Linked DNA regions of Zea mays: all the other regions are linked to region 3. Evidence: chromatin contacts called from public Hi-C data. All regions are on one chromosome and are shown on one strand. The core of a region is the stretch at or near the end of the contact, and the rest is flanking DNA. Distances in the headings are between cores, read along the strand shown.

The links. A called contact is a pair of places that touch in the nucleus more often than the background predicts.
Region 1: a Hi-C map of tassel shows a contact between it and region 3, with 2.7 times the contacts expected there. The contact joins the promoter of LOC100273701 here to the promoter of LOC100384522 in region 3. A contact is called at or near these places in 3 of 25 Hi-C or Micro-C datasets (ear, leaf and tassel).
Region 2: a contact with region 3 is called in a Hi-C map of leaf, with 4 times the contacts expected there. The contact joins the promoter of LOC541624 here to the promoter of LOC100384522 in region 3. A contact is called at or near these places in 2 of 25 Hi-C or Micro-C datasets (leaf and tassel).

The regions. Positions count from the first base shown.
Region 1 is chr10:150,178,036-150,180,864 of Zm-B73-REFERENCE-NAM-5.0, forward strand. LOC100273701 reads left to right here and starts at 1,423. Exons shown (of 3, transcript XM_008663409.4): 1 at 1,423-2,829. The coding sequence starts at 2,781. MIR396d (microRNA MIR396d) reads left to right here and starts at 2,569; the gene lies at 2,569-2,642.
Region 2 is chr10:150,121,703-150,124,402 of Zm-B73-REFERENCE-NAM-5.0, forward strand. LOC541624 (cytokinin response regulator 2) reads left to right here and starts at 1,257. Exons shown (of 2, transcript NM_001111379.2): 1 at 1,257-1,731; 2 at 1,843-2,461. The coding sequence starts at 1,539. The coding sequence ends at 2,129.
Region 3 is chr10:149,853,591-149,856,290 of Zm-B73-REFERENCE-NAM-5.0, forward strand. It overlaps LOC100384522, which reads right to left and starts at 1,332. Exons shown (of 10, transcript NM_001176693.2): 1 at 822-1,332. The coding sequence starts at 855.

The DNA.
Region 1 (2,829 bases), core at 173-2,672, 320 kb after region 3:
CTGTATACTGCTCCTACGCCGACGAATCTTGGTATTTTAGCGCTCAGATTCGCCGCGTCGCTGCTGCTACTACAGTCTACATCCGTAGCGAAAGTTGCACAGCCTGCACTTGCACTGTCCAGGGCGAGAGCCGACGACGAGACTCTCATCTGCAGATAGGGAGAGGCCCGCGCGCGCATCTTTACAGCTCAAAGATTCACGAACGCCACATGCATGCATGCCGACGCCGTCCCCCTCTGGCTGGCCGGCCGATGGATGGATCGGCTTCATTCAGATCCAACAGAAATCCGCTTTCCGATCGGGCGCCGCCGTGAATTGGCCCGCTCGATCGATCGTATCGTACCGCTGCCGCTGCCGGCAGCTATTTCCCGGCCCCTTTCATGCTAGCTCATGCAGTGCCGCCTTTGTGTGCCTCTTCGTCGTCCTGCTCCTCTCTGCTGGCTGCTCTGTTGGTGCCGTGCACTTGCCGCCAGTCATGCGCTGCAGGGCTGGAGCTGCCGCCAGTAAAACTAAATTAACTCCTTTTACAGGTAGATCCGTACGTAGATAGATGATGCCAAGACAGAACATGCAACAGGCCGCTGTTGATGGTACTGGTAGCCACCCTGGCCAAGCAGCAAGCGCTGATGAAGAAGGCCAAACAAACACACAAACAAAACCGGAGCAGGACATATGTACACGTACGCGCTTGGATTTGCATCGCCATTGGCCACCCGCGCGGCCAATGGCCATCATTCACCTCTCTCTCTTTCCGCTCCGGCGGCGGCGACAAATCGACAAGGATATCCTGGCAGCAAAGCAGGCTTTGTTTACTGGACCAATCATCATCACATGGCGAATGTTGTTGCGCGCGGGGTGTCGTCGTATATGTATGTATGGCCGTGACAGCGACGGCCACCCACTGCCACTGGGGAGGGGAGGGGAGTGGTGGTGGTGGGTGGGGAGAGGACTGATGACTGATGAGGAGCCGGTGCAGGTGGCTAACTGGCACGGCAGTGTGCAAAGTATTCACCGGACCTCTCACCTCATGGCGGCAATGGCAGATTACACAGCGTACTTCCTTCCCCATGTAGAAAAAAAAGGCCCTGTTTCAACAGTGGGCTCCTTTACTTGCCCTTGCCCTCCCCTCATCACTCTGTCTGTCACTCATCATCATCATCATAGAAGAGAAGAGAAGAGAAGAGTCCATGTCCGTCCGGCGGCCCATGCATTTCCCTGGAAGTAGGCGTGGTCCAGACCTTCTATAAATTCAGCGCCTACTAGGAGGGTGGTACCTGCCTTGCCTTGCATCCGCACAGGGCTTTCACTGTCCTGTCCTGCCGGTTGGTCATCCCATTTCCATCCCCATCGGACGACTCTGGGGATGCGTAGCAGACGCTTGTGTTTCAGGAAATGGTACGTGAAGAGTTTTTTTATTTTTATTTTTTTGCAGCAAACATATGGCCATGAGACCATGACGAAGAAAGCCAAGGCAGGAGGAGGCATTCGAGACGGCCTTGTCCGATAGCCACCGGAGCGGGGCGGGGCGGGCGGCACATGGACAGCGAGGCCAAGCTTTGTTTTTTTTTAAAAAAAAAACCATCTTGGACAACTGGAGCAAGCGAACAAAGCCATCTGTTTTTTTAATCGCTTTTGGAAGAATGGAAGGAGCATGTGTGCCTTCCTGTCCTGTCCTGCCTGCCTGCTGCTCGTGCATGCTCGATGTCTACCGTCTGCTGCGCGGTGGCCATCAGTCATGGCGATCGACGCCGATCTGGCTGATTCCATCGATAATAATGCGCGGGGATGCCGGCCGGGTTTTTAATCCGGGTCGCGGCCTGCCCGGAACCCTACCCTAGCTCGCCAAAAGCAAGCGTATATAGGGGCTCAGCAGTCAGCAGCAACAGCTCTCAGGGAGGCAAAGGCAGGACAAGCAAGCAGTAGAGGTGCAGGTGCCCGATGTGATGAGTAGGTTAGGTGGATAGATCCATGCAGAGCTGGCATGGCCTAGCCCGGCCGGTACGGTACTGCAGTTGCTTCGTCTCTGTCCGGCCTCTAGTACCTCACTACATAGTAGTACGGAGCAAGCAGCAGTATCCCTTTCGTTTTTTACGAGGATAAAAGAAAGAACAAACAGCAGGCTGCTACTCCTTGGGCGAGAGATAGAGAGAGAGAGGGTGCGGATCGGAGTGCCGGCCGGCAGGGCAGGCGCACGGAAATGGAGGGCCTGGCAGCCTCCGTCCGTCCGCCATGAGCCCATGCCCATCCAGCATCCATGGGCAGGCAGCACCAGCAGAGGGTGTGGTCAGAAGAGAGGACCGAGAGAGAGAGAGAGTACCGGCCCGTGCCTCTGCAGTCTGGCACTCTGGCTGCTGCCGCTGCCGCTGCCGCACCACCCGCCAGCCCGGTTGGGTGGTTACTTGCCGCAACTAGCAGCTATTTATATGCCCCAGCCTCTGTGGGCCGTTTGCACTCACTCCAAAGCAAAGCAAATCTCTCTCTCTCTCTCCATCTCTCCACACACAGCCCCTTCGCTGCCGAGGTCCCTCGCCGGACGGGGGGTGAAGGACGAAGGGGAAGAAAGGTGCGCGGGCATGCTTTCCACAGGCTTTCTTGAACTGTGAACTCGTGGGCGTGGTGGTGGTGGTGCTGGTGCTGGGTGTGTGGGACGGAATGATTGGCTCCTCCCAGTCCCAGTCCCAGTCCCACCCACCAATTCTCTTCCCCCCGACCGGCCGTGAATTGAATTGAATCGAATCGCATCGCTGAGCTTCCCCCCGGCTCGCTCACGCGACCTGTTGATGGTTCAAGAAAGCCCATGGAAACCATGCAGCCTCCCTCCTGTGCAGC
Region 2 (2,700 bases), core at 7-2,506, 270 kb after region 3:
ACAGTGCCCAGATGTCTTGATGCCGCCACTGCTAGACAACCTTTTATGTCGAGGCGTCGTCAGAGCACATCCTGTGATGTCTTGAAGCCATCACCGTGACGTCTGGTCTTCCATCGATAACTTTGACCTCTCAAGACATCAAAGAAGGTTGTTGATATAGATTTCTACTGTCGGCTCAGTTAAAAATAGAAAGCATGCTCGTTTATTTTATGTTGTCATAGACAACTTTCAAAATTCGCAATCAATAAATAGGGAACTGTTAGAGCACATACATTTTTCTACTCCTTAAAGTGTTTAGCAACTTCTTAAATCTATAATTTAAGGCGCTAAATGTACATAACTATTGGAGAGAGGTGAGACCTGCTATAACCCCCACAAAGTTTATTGCTTGAGCAAGGTTGTGTTAGAACCAATTACTTGTTTGGTTAGAAGAAGTTTGGAAGGGTCAAGAGGGATTGATGGGAGAAATTAATTTATTTTTCCCTTAGGACATCCTTTGGGATCGTAGGGGATTAAATGAGCGAAAATATCTTTTTGTTCTTCCAAACATGTTTCTAATCTCTACCGATCTATTTCTAACTAAACAAGTCCTAAGAGTTCGATCACGACATTGTGTCGTATTTGTGTACTTAAACCCCATATCCCACTACTGTCACTTTGAAATTGATCCGATCATACCCACCTCTATTTGTTGTCGTTGTAAATGAACAAAACGACAGCAACAAAAAAAGGAAAAAAAACTCAAACAACTTGTCCGCATGAGTATGACCGTATCCAAACAAAGCATATCCGGATGCGTACTTGAATATAAAGAAGAATTGTTTTAGAAATCCGAGGAGATTTGCCTTGAAGAATTTGTTTTGTACATCCGAGGAGATTTGTCTCGAATATAAAGTAGAAATATCGTGGAAATCCGAGGAGATTTGCGAACAGCTAGCTAGCTGCCTTGCTCACCTAGAAAGGGTCGCTCGGCGGCGTGCAAAAGGCGAAGCGGCACCAACTCACAGGGATGCGCACGCAACGCAAATCTGGCCAGAATCCGAAGATGCAAATACCAGGGGGCCAAAAGAAGGCGCGCGTACGTGGGTGGGCGGGCGGTGACAGCGAGAGGCGAGGCAGGGAAATCCCTTGCGTATCGCCGCGCGGGCCCCGCCGCATGGGCCCCCCCGCGGATCCGCGCCCCGGATCGGCCTGGCCCGCGTGCCGTGCCGTCCTATACTCGATCCGCGCGCCTCGGATCCCCTCTGAGATTTGCCCCGCCACCACCACCATCCCTGCTTGCTAGCTACCCGCTGCTGCCGTGCCGTGCCGAGTCTCCTCCTGACTGACTGACTCCTCCCCTGCACTGCACCTGTGTATATATACACGCCCGCCCGCGCCTCCGACTTCATCGCCGCAACCGCCCGTCTGCTCCTGCTTAGTACATACATCCACACTCGCAAGAGAAGGAGAAGAGATCTCCGCGTCCGCAACCGCATCGCTTCCCTCCCGGCGCAAGAAGAAGATTCGGTTGGATTGTTTGTCTCTTGCAAACTGCAATGGCTGCTGCTGCCACTGCTACTCCGTCCGTGGCGCCGGAGGCCGGCGACCGGAAGGCGGTGGCACCGCCGGTCGACGCGGTGGATCTGGATCTGGAGCTGGAGCTGGAGGAGAAGCACGTGCTGGCGGTGGACGACAGCTCCGTGGACCGCGCGGTGATCGCCAAGATCCTGCGCAGCTCCAAGTACAGAGGTGAGCACCGAGCAGAGGAAGAAGCGGTGCCTGCCTTGGCTGTCCGCGCCCGCGCAGCAGCTCGTTTTATTTGAACCATGCAGCTAACCTCCTTGGATTTTACGTGTGCAGTGACGACCGTGGACTCGGCGACGCGCGCGCTGGAGCTGCTGGCGCTGGGGCTGGTCCCCGACGTGAACATGATCATCACGGACTACTGGATGCCCGGGATGACCGGGTACGAGCTGCTCAAGCACGTGAAGGAGTCGTCGGCGCTGCGGGCGATCCCCGTGGTGATCATGTCGTCGGAGAACGTGCCCACCCGCATCAGCCGGTGCCTGGAGGAGGGCGCCGAGGACTTCCTCCTCAAGCCCGTCCGCCCCGCCGACGTCTCCCGCCTCTGCAGCCGGATCCGGTGACCGCCCGCGCAAGGATGGAGGATCTGGTTGCGCGCTCTGACTTAATTAGAGGAGTTGTTAGGATCCAATTTTTTGTGTGTTCGTTCGTTCGTTCGTTCTTTTCTTTCTTTCTTCTTGGACATAGATCTGCCGCCGCCGCCGCCGCAGCCGCTGCCGTCGACTGAAACAAGAAGCTAACTTAGTTTTAGGATCCAGGTTGTTGTTGTTGTTAGGAAGGGGAGTCGTTGGGGGCATTCACGGATGTTCTTCTTCGTTTCCCCTCCCTCCGTGCCTGAGGCTGCAAAAATATGCCCCCCAGACATGAAGAAAACAAGACCTGTTAACAATTCCAAGATCAGAGCCTTATTGCTTCTTTTCTTTATCTTGTGATCTTGTCTCTTCGTAACATCAGTTTCAGTTCCGCTCTTAGCTGCCGTTGCATAGCAAGAACGACGACAGGTAGTAGGCTGTGCGAATCAGATCGGAAAGAGATTGTTATTCCTCTCTTAGCGCTGTGCGTATCGTATCGTATCGGCAAAACATATGATGGAGTAGTATATATTATTTAGGTGGTCAGCTGCTGTTGCATAAT
Region 3 (2,700 bases), core at 82-2,581:
ACCAACCAGTCCGGATGAACTGGCGGAGATGCTATTCTGCAAAGACGCAAACAAGAACAAGGAAGCAAGTTGACATGGACGCTTGTGGAGTGCAGAGGTCAATTTATTTTCATCGACAGATGAGTAGTTTGGAACCTACTCTGCACGTCCCTTTCGCTTACAGGCTTCCTCCTCATTCCCTACACGGGTTTCTTGTGATATTCTCCGTTCTAGATTCTTGCATATCGATTCAGGTGGCTAGGTGAGCGAGGTCACCGACCGTACCAGAATGACTTGGATGATTTTAAAAAATTGGAAAGCACCCACCAATTTTCGGCACGTACGCTACAACGATTCAGGTGGCTGTTTGCGTAATTATTTCGTTCCCCGGCCGGACCTGAATTGAAAGAGCTCAAGGGGCCCCACCAACAAACCAGCTTGTTCCCTGCTGCTTTAATCCGATCTAGGCTTTAATCCGACTATGATCATGGCTTCTACGGTATTTTATCTTTATAGATTGCAGCTGCACTATAGATTGATTAATGGTAAAATAAACCAGGTCACAATTCTTCTGTCATACAGTCCACAAGGAATACGACATCAGTCCGTGACAGAGACGGGTTTTGCGTAACTCAATCAGCTTATTGCTACTGGCAGGACGGATTTCCTGGTCATCGATGCCATGCCACTCGGAACATTCTCAAATTGCGCTGCATATTTACCACCATCGCACGCAAATGGACGTAAGTAGAAGAAACGTTTCAGAAGGAAACCAGACCAGACCAGAAGGTCGGGGGGAAAATAAAAAGAAGAGGAAGAAATTTGATTGGTCCCGCACGCACCTCCGGCGGCGAATCCATTCGGTGGCTGGTCCATCGATCCTGATCCCGCGTGAGGCTGGCTGGCTAGGCCGCAGATCGAGCTTCTCGGGAGGCGGGCCGAGCAATGGCGTGCCGGCGGCGGCTAACAATTAGAGGCGGCGATTGACGAGTGGTCGCGGCCGGCACGGGTGGGCAGCGAGAGGTAGAAGACGAAGATGAGGAGGCCGTCCATGAGGCGTCCGCGGGGGCGGGGGGCGCTTGTGGTGGGCGCCGCGTGGGTGACCCCTCTCATACCCAAACCTGCAGGTCGCCGCCGGCGAGTCGCCCCGCCGAGCCCGCGCTTCGCGCCCCCGGAGCCACGCCGACCGCCAGAGAGAGAGAGAGGGAGAGAGAGAGAGAGGATGAGATGGGCAAAGGAGACCAACGGAGGGGCAGGGACAAGGAAGCGGCCGGGGTGGTGGTGGTGGGTGGATGGTTCTTGGTTGGCACGGCTCGGGGGGGTCGCTCGCTCTCGCTCCTCTCTCTGCGGTGCGGAGGTGGCGTGGAGGAGACGGTTTTTATAGCCTCGCCCCGGGCGCTCCCCCGTGAAAAAAATCGGAGGCGCCGCGCCGTGCCCGCTCGTAGTAGACTTGTTGCAGTGCAGGCGTGCAGGTCGGCCAGGGGCGTATTAATCGAGACAACGTACCAACGCATACGTGCCAGCTGCAACCTCAGGCCGTCAGAATCGACGAGTGCCTGGCAAAGAAGCTGAGAGAGACTGGCGATTTTCCGACCCAAATTCGGGCATCAAATAGGCGGTTTTCTTCGAATAATGACGCAGGTCCACGTCACCTTCCTTTGCGTGATTGTGGCAGTGATGGCATGTAGTACTAGTAATTAAGCTAGTTTGTTCGTATTCCGGAAGCAAAGGTCAGATGGCCCTCCAGATTTGCCAAGAGACCCACGCCCACCACAACACTGGCCAGAGTTGTACGTGCATGGACCTATACACATGCAGTACAGCTTGCTACGCAGAGCAGACAAAATGACGTTGCATGTGCTCCGTTTGGCAAATACTAACACCCAACAGGCAAAGCGAATGAGCTGGTGGTATATTCCATCATTCCACACACACACAAAAAAAAATGGCCGTGTTTGATCTTCGCCGAGACGTCCCTACGTTTAGGGCATGTACAACCTAGATACAGCCGCACGGTACTCTAAGTATAAGACACAACTAAAACACAACATAATACAGTGGTCATGTCTAAAACATGTGTCCTATCATATTCATTGTACCAATCAGAGCATTTAATAAATTAAAGTGACCAATCAGATAGTCTCCTGTCTCGAATATAGAGCTAAGACACTGTGTCTTCGTCAAGATACATGTCTTGAGATTTTTTACATTTACCCCCCTAGACACACTCTAAGACACAACTTAAGACACCCACTGTACATGCCCTTACTGACTGTTTGTTGCTTGCTAACCCAATGCTTGTACGGTATTAAGGGTGCACAACAAGACTTCCAAATTAGGCATTAAATTTAGTGATACGTCTAGTCAAGTGAACGCAGTCCAGTATCTCCGCAGGGATTCAAAACATTTTTTGACGGCCATACCTATTTTTTGGTGGTTCCAGAGGACACCCTAAAATTAAATCTTAATTTCCAGCGGTAGTAGAAGACAACAGAAAATTAGCACCTAAGGCCCTAATTTTATAGACAAGCGAGCAGAAAAACTTTTCATTTGATATTTTTTTTAAAAAAGGAACTGTTGGAAAGAGCATTGAAAAGAACTAAGTATATACCAATATAATCAGGGCTTTAAGTTTCGGTGGTCGTCGAAACTTACAGCAAGAAATTAACTCTTCTATGGGCCAAACGATTTCAGGCGCTCCAATCAACAATTTCAACCTGC